Regions from separate parts of the Mus musculus genome. Here region 2 is linked to region 1. Evidence: chromatin contacts called from public Hi-C data. All regions are on one chromosome and are shown on one strand. The core of a region is the stretch at or near the end of the contact, and the rest is flanking DNA. Distances in the headings are between cores, read along the strand shown.

Region 1 (5,254 bases), core at 1,815-4,314:
GCAGAAAAAGAAAAGATGGCTGGTAGCAAGGCCACCTAGAAACAACATTTAAAAGACAAGGCAGCAGGGTAGGCAGGTGAACAGGCACCTGGGTAGGGAAGCCATAAGGTAGGGCTCTCTTTGTCTACCCAGAAGGTCCTCAGATGGGCTACAAACCCCTACTTTCCTGGGACCTCAGGGGTGGGTCCTGCTCCTCAAGTGCCCTGTCTCATGTTTCCTGTTACTTAGGATGCTGCCACAGGAGGATGACACAGTGACTTGGTGCTAGCCCTCTCCCAGATGCCTGCCTGTCACTCACAGCCAGTGACTTCCACTGCACTTTACTCACTGGTGGACCAGGAGTGCTGCGCTACGAATCCCAAAGCCAGATTCTCATGCCGCTTAATTGACTAGTAATGTCTGCCCTGGGAGCAGACAGGATGTGGCCGCCAGTTCACAGGACACTTGCCATTTCTGCTTTAGTGACCGAAAGGAGTAACCTAGCAACAACCCAAGATCTCCCGGCCAAGTGCCCCTCCTCCTTCAGGGTCCCTTCACCCTATTTGGTCAGACTCCTAGCCATCCAGGCCAGGATTTCAAAGTGCAGCTAGCTCCCAGGATTGGCCACCCAAGTGGCTGGAGATTAGAATGGCACCCTTCAGGGTATGTCTCCTCCCTAAGGCTTGCAGAGTGCTGACCCACAACTGCTCAGGGAACAGGGCCCTGCAGTCTCCATACCCCCAGGCTGAGAGGAATACCTAAGTGCCCCGAGGAGCCAGGCTCCATGGGCAGGCTGCCCTGGATCCAAAGGGACAGCCTTCCACATCACAGGGAGGTAGGTGCCTGACCAGTAGGCAGGACAAGGGGGCTGGGGAACTCAACTGATGATGGGCAAACCATGACACAGGAGTATCCTGGATGTGGCCCCAGCACCTGCTGGCATTTAGGACAACAGCCCTGCCACCCACAGCTTCAGGGTGGTCCACTGTGCCGGGACTCCACTCATGGTCAGTGAGCAGGTGCGTCTGGCTGGCAACTGTTTTTGCCCAGGTTGGACTCAAGGAACCAGGAAGAACTTTGCCTGGTGACCATGGCCACTGGCCACCTCTGTACCCCCAATGTATATCTGAGGACAGGTGCAGAGAGAAGGAGCTATCTATAAAGCACTAGTCCTGGGCTGTTCTGTGTCCAGGCAGCTCTGATAACCAGTGTACTTAACAGGTGAAGAAACAGGCTCAGAGCCTTTGAGCACAGGAACTCAAGGCCAATGTAGCTCTTGGGGCTGTGACAAGCAGAGTGTGAAGCTCTGAGACCTTGTCATTGGTTCCTGCAGGTTGCAGTGAGGCTGGCTGGAGATATTCTAACAAGTAGGACTTCCTCATTTCCAGAGGCTCCTTGTGGATAAGGGTGCGGACAGAAAGGGGACACTTCACTCATAGAGACCGCAGGTGCACAGATGGCCCAGGCGGTTAGGTGTGTGTGCCCCTCCTGCAGAGGACTCAAGCTCTGTTCCCAGCATCTGTATCTGATGGCTCACAACTACCTGTCACCTAGCTCCAGGAGACCCAATGCCCTCTTCTGGGCTCCATGGGCACCTGTACCCACATAGAGAAACCCATTCGTACACATAATTAAAAATAAATCTTAAAAAAAAAAAAATTAAAAAAAAGGAGAGATTGCAGGGTGCAATGGCTCATTCCCACAGCGGCAACGAGGAGGCAGAGATCAAGGGATCATTGCAATTTAGAAACCAGATTCGTCTTCATAGCAAGTCCTGAGCCAGCCAGAGTTACATGGCAAGTCTGTTTCAAGAAAACTAAATGGAATAGAAAAAAGAATGGGAGCGACATCCAGGGTCTGAAGAAATAGCGTTAGGGTACGCGCAGCCACTAGGGGGCAGTACCAGGGGATGGAGTCTGATGGGCCACCCATGAGGGTGGATGTGGGATAGGACCTGTCTCCTGGATGGACATGTTCCAGCCCCTGCTTGCTTGCCCCTGTGGTAAGTTTTGGAGCCTCCTAAGGTACTGAGGGAGACAGGCAGCTGGAGAAACGAAGGAGTGTGTGGGGTCTGGAGGAGCAGGGTACACTTGGTGGTGGCTCCTGTCTCACTGGAATGCAGCCAGACATGGATGGAGAAGTGGCCACCAGGGTGGGTGTGGCTTTCACAGAAGCTGGCTAGGCAGGCAGCCAGTGCTGGCACGTGTACCCATGGCTCCCCCTCCAGGTGGCATAAGAGACCACGGACCAGCAGGGCTGAGTCAGCTCCAAGCTCCTGTATCCATCCCCAAGCCCCTAGCAACAGCATCTTCTTTCATTGCCCTGTGGGTGGTCCCAAGCAGGCAGGGGGGCGGATGGGGGGGGCCCTTACTGACAATAGGGCCAGCTGTGCCATGCCACACCCCAGCCCCGTCCACTCAGGCCAGGTTGGCATCTAGCCACTCACCTCTGCCCCAGGCTAGTTCTGCTGTCCACCCTACCCCAAAGCCCTGCTGTCCGTTTCTGGCAAGACACATCATCTTGGGTGAGCTAAGGGGCCAGAAGGCCTGGGGCTCAACAAGCAGATCCTGCTCTGGGCCAGATGTTCCAGGGCGGCTCCTCCAACACTAGGGTGCATCCCTTGAACCCCCAGCTGTTCCAGGCACACAGGAAGCCTGATCCCCCGCTCTACAGCTGCCTTACAGATGGTGAGGAGAGGGTGTTCTGGCTGCCTGAGAGTCCCCGTCAAAGAGTAGGAGAGCACCTACCGCTAACTCCCACATGAAGTTAGCCACTCCCTGTCAGCCCTCTCTGCCTGGCCTACCTGCCCTAGGCTCAAGCAGAAGGCAGCAGCAAGCAAGCTAAGCTGAGAGAGTCCCTGCCTCTCTCCATTCTAGAGGGGGTTTAAGGGAGCAGGAGAAGGCTAAAGCTGGGCCTCCTGGCCTATTGCCCAGGAAGCCCCCATGCTGATGGCCCCCATTCTTTGGCCCTGTCGCGTGCCCCCTGCCTGCCTTGCCCCCCACCCTCCTGTACACACATGGCCGAGAAACAGGCCCCAGCACGTGGAGCCAGCTGGCACCCCGTCAGACTAGCAGCCAGGCACGCTGCCAGGGCAGCCAGCCAGACTGCCACTCGCTCCTACCCCGCCCGCCCTGGCCTCTACCGCACAGAGCAGGCTGCACCATGTGGCCTGTCAGGGAGTAAGGCTGCAGACGTAGAAGACGGGGGAACCCCTGCGGGGAGGAGGGGGGACACCCTAGGGTTGGGAGGAGCTGATGGTGAAGAGGTAACCTGAGGCTCAGGCCTGAGAGGTATGCGCTGTCATATGACTCCAGACAGATGTGGACTTGCCGCCACTCTCGTGGGACTGGGAAGGTTGCAAGTGTGCACTTTCCACTTTGGGACCACTGCTTCTCCACATGCCTGTCTCCAGCCCCCAGTGGGCCCTGTGCTCTGCGGGGTGGAGCCCTGAACATCCTGCCTCTTGTCCTGCATGCACCCGGGATGGCCCTCCCCTACCTGACTCTGGGAACTTTGTCTTGCACCTGCCACAGTGGGTGCCCAGCAGCGGGCAAAGAGACTCCTGCTGCCCTTGGAGCTGGTCTCAGAGACAAAAGCTCTCTCCTTGTGACACAGCCAGGCCTCGAGTCAGGATGGGGGACAGAGCCGAGAACTCTCCGCAGCGCACTGCCTGGATACTGGCTTTCACCAGCCAAGTGGGCATCCTTGGGGCTTGGCCTTGGAAACAGGACCTGCAGAGGCTGGCCCTCAAGTGGGGTCTGAGGTTTGAGGGCGCTTAGGGTGGGTCATAAGCAATTTTACCAGACAACCGTTGACACAAGGGGAAGTAAATGGTTATGGGTGTCACCAGCAGGCCTCCACTCACCCTCTGGAAAGAGTGGCCCAATAGGGAACAGGACTGGACTCTAGGGCAGGTGGTGCCACCCACAAACTGCCCTTCTTGCTGGTGGTGTCTCCTGGGGTAGGATGGACAGGAAGCAGGCATGTGTGCCTACTGAGTAGGAGGTGGACAGACATTCCTGGGCACTGACGGGCCACTGCCGATTATGAGGACAGAAGTCAGGTCAGGTGGCCTGGGTATCCCAGTGCGCCTATGGTCCGTCCAGGGGATGCAGCTCTTCTTGAAAAGCCTCCATTGCCCGTTCTTCCTGCTTGGCCACCCTCATCCCTTCCTGCAAACATCCCGGGAGCCAGATGCTGTGACCAGCTAGGAGATGCCCAGCAGACACAAAAGGCTGGTCGGAGAATAGAGAGCAAGTGTTTCCTGCGGGGCCTGGGGCCACCCACAGCTGGCCAGGGAGTCTCTTACTAGGGCCCAGCTCTGCCGACCCAGTATCCACCCAGGACTCTGCTGAGAAGGCAGAGGTAGAAAGCATCACAGATGGGTCTGGGATGAAGACCCCACTCTGCTGGTTTGGTTCTCAAGACCCGGCTGGCCTACCCTCCACCCAGGAGAGAGCTGCTTCTTATCACCTGCCCAACATGTGTGCTCTGAGCAGAGCCCAAAGACCAGACTACTCGAACAACTGTCCCTCACTTGTCACCTGTCCTGTTTGGAAAACAGCCCCTTCTTGTTGCACAAAGAGAGGTTTCTCAGGCTTCCAGCAGTGCCGGGTGCTAATCTCTCAGCCTAGAACACGGGCGGGCTGTGCACCGTGTGTGGGTCCACTGCGCTCTGTAAACACGACGCCTGAGCGCAGCAGTCATTGAGTTACAGCAGTGCCTGGTGCCAGGAGCGAGAGCTCTATGTGCCCGCTGCCAACTGCAATTACCTCCCGCGTGCCAGCCAGGGAGGGGGGTTAACCCTTCCTGCACCAAGGGGGATGCACAGTCGAAGGAACACAAGTAATGACCAGGCCAGGGATGTTGGGGACCCAGGGCCACCTTCCAAGTTATAAGACCAAAGTGCAAAGCAGACCTCAGACGTCTGGACAAGGTGAGTTGTATTCTGGGAAAAGCCCGGGAGAGGCCTGGAGGTCCCAACAGGGCTCCAGAGACCACTGTTTCATGGTGTCTGAGGGCAACAGGTACCTCGGAGGTGCAGGAGTGCACCAAGTGCAAGCAAGGCTGGAGGCTGAGAAGGAGCTTCATCACAGGCAGGACTGCAGTTGGGGGCGGGAGCCACAGCGGTCTCTGCCTGCTGACAGCTCTCCTCTCCCTGTCTCCCCTTCCCAGCTGACACATCTGGAACCCATGCCTGCTTGAGTCTGAGGAGGTGGGGGCAGCCCATGGTGGAGGGCACAGCCCAGTCCGGCTGGCCCAGCTGCATTCCACA
Region 2 (5,254 bases), core at 1,123-3,622, 120 kb before region 1:
CAGTAGAGAGAGAGAGAGAGAGTGCTGAGGGCTGGTAGTGTCTCTGGCTAGGGCTTCACCTTTCGGTTTTTTGTTTTTTGTTTTTTCTGGTCCCTGAGTCTGGCATTTCTGTCTGTGACTTAGCTATGTTTCTGATGCCAATCACACTAGCACCATTACATGCTGGGCAGGTGCTGGGCAGCACAGACGCTGGAGACCTGTTTGCCACTGCTTGTCCCCCATTCATCTTTGTCTACAAAGTTAATTACGTTCTCATGTTCTGGCATCCACATAATTCTTGTTTTCTCTGACTTATAGCTAAAGAAATTTTTGTGGTTTCTCTGCTTATGGTTTTGAGTTACTCTTTGTTCAGTAATGCACTTTATTTTATTGTCCAAAGAGAGTCAAGCTAAAGCTACCACCTTGGGGTGAGCCCTACAGAAGGTTCAGACCCGGGCAGCTCAGCTACCTCCTTCTACATGGAGGTGGCCCTGGTCCCACCTCTAATCCCTACTGTCATCAGGCACTACAGCCCAAAAAGAGGTGCTTGTGAGCACACCCACCCAAGTGAACCCAGTGGCTGCCATGGTCCTCTTCAGGCTCAGAGATGGGTCTAGCCCTGGCCTTGCTCTGATCAGCCTGCTCCTGGGGCATGGGTGCTCCCGCTTCTGCTCTGCTTGGGCTCACAGGTATGCACTGGCTGGGTGTGGATGAGTATTTTTCTGACCCCAGCCCTGCAGTGGAACCTAATAAAAGCACCTGAAGCGATTGTCCTGCTCCCAGTGCATTGTTCCTGTGCCCAGAACCACAGTCCACCGGTGTGGCATGGATGTGTTGCCTTGTAAGGACAGTCCTGAGTGTTAGAACCTGGTGTGCAGAAGATAAACTGACGATGCTTCCAACCCTGGAGGTGACTCCGATGCTGCAAAGAATTCATCTCCCACTTGTTTCCACTCAAGGTGTCTTCAGAGCAGCCTGGGGCTTGGGCTCAGATCTGTTTCAGAGACCACTCAGAAATGATAAAATAGGTCCAGGCTTCACCCTTGGGTTAAAGTTGGTTTTTGTTTTTTTGTTTTCACTTAATTTACAGCTGGGCATAGTGGTCTGTGCCTTTATTCCCAGTACTCTGGAAGCACAGACAGGCTACAACTATAAAGCCTAAGAAATAAATATTTGGGGCTGGGGGGTGTCCAGTTCCAGACAGAGCTTTTTGTTTTTTGTTTTGTTTTGTTTTCATAAGCGTTGCTGTTGTAGAACTAGCTTTGTAGACCAGCCTGGCCTTGAACTCAGATCCACCTGCCTCTGCCTCCTGAGTGCTGGGATTAAAGGTGTATACCACCACACAGCTTTTATTTATTTAATCGTATGCTTTTGTACACATAAATACCTTAGTAAAAGATGTAGGAGCCCCTGGAGCTGTTGGGGGTTGTGAGCTTCCCTATGTGGATGCTGGGAATCAAACTTGGGTCTTCTGCAAGTACAGCGTGTGCTCTTACGGCTGAGCCGTCTCTCCAGCCCCAGGATGTTGTTCTGACATCTACACTAGGGTTACACTATGCTCTCTAAGTTCACAGGACGTTTTGTGCCTGGTTGTGACCCCACACACCTTTGTAGATTTGTCCGCTGTAATTTTCAGATGAACGTTCTTTTAAGAGTCAAGGTTGCCTGCGCTGGCTCCGAACTCAAGTATTCCTGCCTTCAGCCCTCCGAGTAGCTGCCACTTCAGAAGCATAGGCAGTGGTGTCTAGTTTCTGATGAGTGCTCTGGAAGAGTAGTATTTCATCTTGTACTTGGAGCCTCATTCCAGGGTAGGATTCTCCGCCTGCTCCCTCAGGGAGCCCCAAGAAGAGCTGTCATTGAAGAAAATGTGGTTTCCCTTAGACCCAGCTCATTAGGGTTTTCAGCATCCTCTGCTGTAGAATCACATCCTGCCGCGTTCATGAGTGGAGCAAAGGCTCTTCTGGATGGCTGGCCTGAAGCACCTTTTTCCCTATCAAGGGACTGAATGGTGTGCTGTGCCACCCTACTCCTGAAACCCCGTGCTATACGGGTGGTGCTCTCAAGTGCTGTCACAAAACGGTGCCAGGGCAAGTGCTGCATACAAGCCTTGCACCAGAGCAACCTCTGCTCAACAGGTAGGTGATCCGAGGCAAGGGCCCTGACGCGGGCCCCAGTGAACTTGCAGGACTGCATTATTTGGCTACCCTCTGGCTTTGTGCCTCCCGTTGTGGCTCTTTGCTAAGCCACGGTGTTTGGGGGCGTTCCCGCCCTCTAGCGGACCGTAGAGCAACTGTCCCCGCCCCTGCAGCAGGCTCCGGCCACGCCTCCGCAGCGGCCGCTTTACGGCGGAGGCCGCGCCGCGCCGTGGGCGGCCGTAAAGCCTGGAGGCGGCACCGCCCCTCCGGGCTGAGCTCTGGCCCGGCGCCCGCAGGATGGCGGGCGCTTCCTCGCGCGTGCACTACCTGTCGGACTTCTGCTGCCCGCTCGGAGGCCGAGCGGCGGGGAAGCCGTTTGTGCTGCGGCATGAGGCTGAGGTCTTTCTGTCCACCGGACGCGAGTTCGTCTATGTGTATGACCAGGAGGGCGGGCTGCTGACGGTGAGCGGAGGGCGGGAGGGCGGGCGGGCGGCGCCGTTCCGAGGTGAGCCGGGGCCGCGTGTGCCCTCGCCTGACCTCGCTCTCCTGGCGCCCAGGCGGTGTACCAGTTTCCCGACCAGGTATGGCACCTGCAGCTCCTGGCCATCCGCAGGGCACTCTACGTCCTGTGTGCCCGGACTGGCATCTACTGCCTGTCGTTGGACTCGCTGGACAGGTGAGGGGGCGTGGCCCCACGCGGCCGGCCAGTGACAAGTCGGGTCCCCAGGGAGGCCGGCTTTCATGTCCTCCTAGTTGTGAGAGGTTTGTCCCAGTAGTAGTCCCTTTGACGGCCACTGACAACACACTGGGGTAGGAAGCAGAGGACTGCGGTCTAGGCCGCCCATTCCCGCTCTCTAGTACCTGTGCATATGCAGGCGTGGCAGTTGTGTCTGCTTTTGTGAAGTTCTTAGCTGTTGAGGCTCAGGTAGTGAAGTCTGCAACCAGGAGCACCGCTATCACTGCCCTCCGGTGCCTGGCAAGACCTCTTGGAAGTGGGTCTCAGAAGACGGTGTCTCTGGCAAGCAGTGAGTGGCAAAAGCTCGTGTCCCTTGGCTTGTGCTGGAAGAACTCACCGTGCACAGCCCAGGCAGCCTTGGGAATAGTTCCCAAGCTGCCTCGATCTGCAGAGCTATGTTTCTGGCTGATCCTGTGTCAAGCGTGTGTGTGTGTGTGTGTGTGTGTGTGTGTGTGAGAGAGAGAGAGAGAGAGAGAGAGAGAGACCTACCTGCTGAATGGCCTGTGATGTCTCCTGCCTAGCCTACTCAGAGCAAGTCAGGTTACTGCTGAGCACGGTGTGAGTCTACCCCACCCAATACTGACTATGCTTCCATTGTTCCTGAAGGTCTGGGAGCCAGGCCTGTGAGGACAAAGAGGAAGCGGCTCCCCCCTACCCTGTGATCCATGTGGACCCGGATGCGTGTGTCCTCCCTGACGCTGCCCTCTGTGCCTTCACCGTGCTGGATGATATGCTGGTCACCCTGGCACAGGGCCCCACCCAGTGGAAGATGCAGCTGTTTGAGCGTCCCTGTGCAGGGGAGGAGCCTCTGCCCAGAGGCCAGATTGGTGAGGTGGAGTTGTCCACTTGCACCCCACCAGGTGGGGTGCCAGAGAAGCCTGCAGCCCCCCGCTTCCTGCCCGTGCTGTGCTGCGTGTTCCCACCAGACTCCAGGGCACCTCATGGTCACCCCCAGGGCTGTGGGTGCTTCACGCTGGAGGAGGCTCTCTTTGGTCTACTCTTTGGAGTCGATGCCACCCTCCTGCAGTCCCCTGTGATCCTCTGCGGTCTCCCTGATGGCCAGCTTTGTTGTGTGGTCCTGAAGGCCTTGGTTACTTCTGGGTTAGCCCCTGGTGACCCAAAGGTCCTGGTCAAGATCCTCCACCACCTAGAGGAGCCTGTGATCTTCATTGGGGCTTTGAGGGCAGAGCCACACGAGGAGGAAGCAGCAGGAGAGCTGCTGCCTGGCCAGCATGAACACTCTGACTGCCTAGTAGCCCTTGGTCACCAGGGCCGGACACTGGCCATCAAGGCCAGCTGGAGTGAGTCAGGGAATCTGGTGCCGGAGCTGCGTGAGTATTGCCTCCCAGGGCCTGTGCTCTGTGCTGCCTGTGACAGGGATGGCCACGTGTACCACAGCACTCCCTCAGACCTCTGTGTGGTAGACTTGACTCGGAGAGACAGTCCTTGGAACCCTGAGAAGCCAGACGGGGCCATAGGAGGTCTACCCTCTGTGCTGTGCCCAGCCAGCTTGAACATCTGCAGCGCCCTGGCTCTGTGTGTGACAGCAAGGGCACCTACAGGTATGAGCTGCCATTCGTCATCATAGAGGCGCAGGACAGGCTCCTCCCTGACGGTCTCTTCCCTCAGCTGTCCTTCTTCCTTGCCTTTTTGTTTGGTGAGACTTTTGCTAATTCAGCAGGTATGGGCCTTCCTCATCAGGCTCATCACAGACCAGAAGTTCACTCACTCCTGTCTTGGGGTCAAGGACCTTTGTATGTGTGTCCTCCCTGGAACACGGCTGTGGCCCCTCAGTTGGGCGGGCGCCACAAGCATACGGCTTGTGGGGTTGGTTTAAGAGCATCTCCCACAGCAGCTTTCAAATCGGGTCAGGCCAAACCCCCACATGTCCTCTGAGAGCTCAAGGAGCCTGCTTTAGCTGCTGTGTGGCCTGTTTATGAGCCATTCAGAGGGTGTCTCGAAGCTCTCTAAGGAAGCCTTAGCTAGGTTTGCCTGACTCTGGCATGAGAGGAAGACATCTCTCCCCTCCCCCAGTGTCTTCCCATTAAGATCAGCTAAGAGTATATTAAAGCCTGCTACAGAAAACATTTAACAAGAGAAAAAAAAAAAAAAAAAAAACGCTTAGAAGGAAAGACCCAAACCACTTCAGGTGAGGGGCCGTAGCCTAAGACCAGGATACCTATGAACTGACTTCCAGCTACTAACCTGCCCACTTCGGGGTCCATGTTAAGAGCTGTGTTGGGGGATGGGGAAGCGAGCAGACCCTTGGCAGGGGCAGGGCAGGAGGACATGGTAGAGATGTTAGAGATTGAAGCAAGCAGAACTCAGCCTCTAGGGCACTTTTCTTTAGAAGGCTCAGCAGCCTTGCTCTGTTAAAGGCTGTGACACATTTGAATAATTGGGC

What was found. A called contact is a pair of places that touch in the nucleus more often than the background predicts.
Region 2: a contact with region 1 is called in a Hi-C map of the N1E-115 cell line, with 1.8 times the contacts expected there. The contact joins the promoter of Faap100 here to the enhancer-like site in region 1. A contact is called at or near these places in 1 of 39 promoter capture datasets (neural stem cells), 1 of 15 datasets of contacts at CTCF or cohesin (pro-B cells), 9 of 484 Hi-C or Micro-C datasets (CD4 T cells, CD8 T cells, the G1E-ER4 cell line and 5 more), 1 of 115 datasets of contacts at active chromatin or transcription factors (pancreatic cancer cells) and 3 of 9 other capture datasets (adipose tissue, liver and pancreatic islet).

What each region holds. Positions count from the first base shown.
Region 1 is chr11:120,259,446-120,264,699 of GRCm38.p6, reverse strand. All of the region lies in intron 3 of Bahcc1 (BAH domain and coiled-coil containing 1), which reads right to left. Among named protein-coding and RNA genes, the nearest start is that of Gm11772, 24 kb to the right of the region's middle. Within about 2 kb of position 3,064, at least 199 of the 459 cell types and tissues checked have an H3K27ac peak or open chromatin away from gene starts, as enhancers often do. A contact at or near this core is called in CD8 T cells, the N1E-115 cell line, bone marrow-derived macrophages and 5 more, where this site is marked.
Region 2 is chr11:120,375,864-120,381,117 of GRCm38.p6, reverse strand. It overlaps Faap100 (Fanconi anemia core complex associated protein 100), which reads left to right and starts at 2,372. Exons shown (of 10, transcript NM_027980.2): 1 at 2,372-2,576; 2 at 2,672-2,790; 3 at 3,457-4,412. The coding sequence starts at 2,412. Nploc4 (NPL4 homolog, ubiquitin recognition factor) reads left to right here. Exons shown (of 17, transcript NM_001195023.1): 17 at 1-1,320.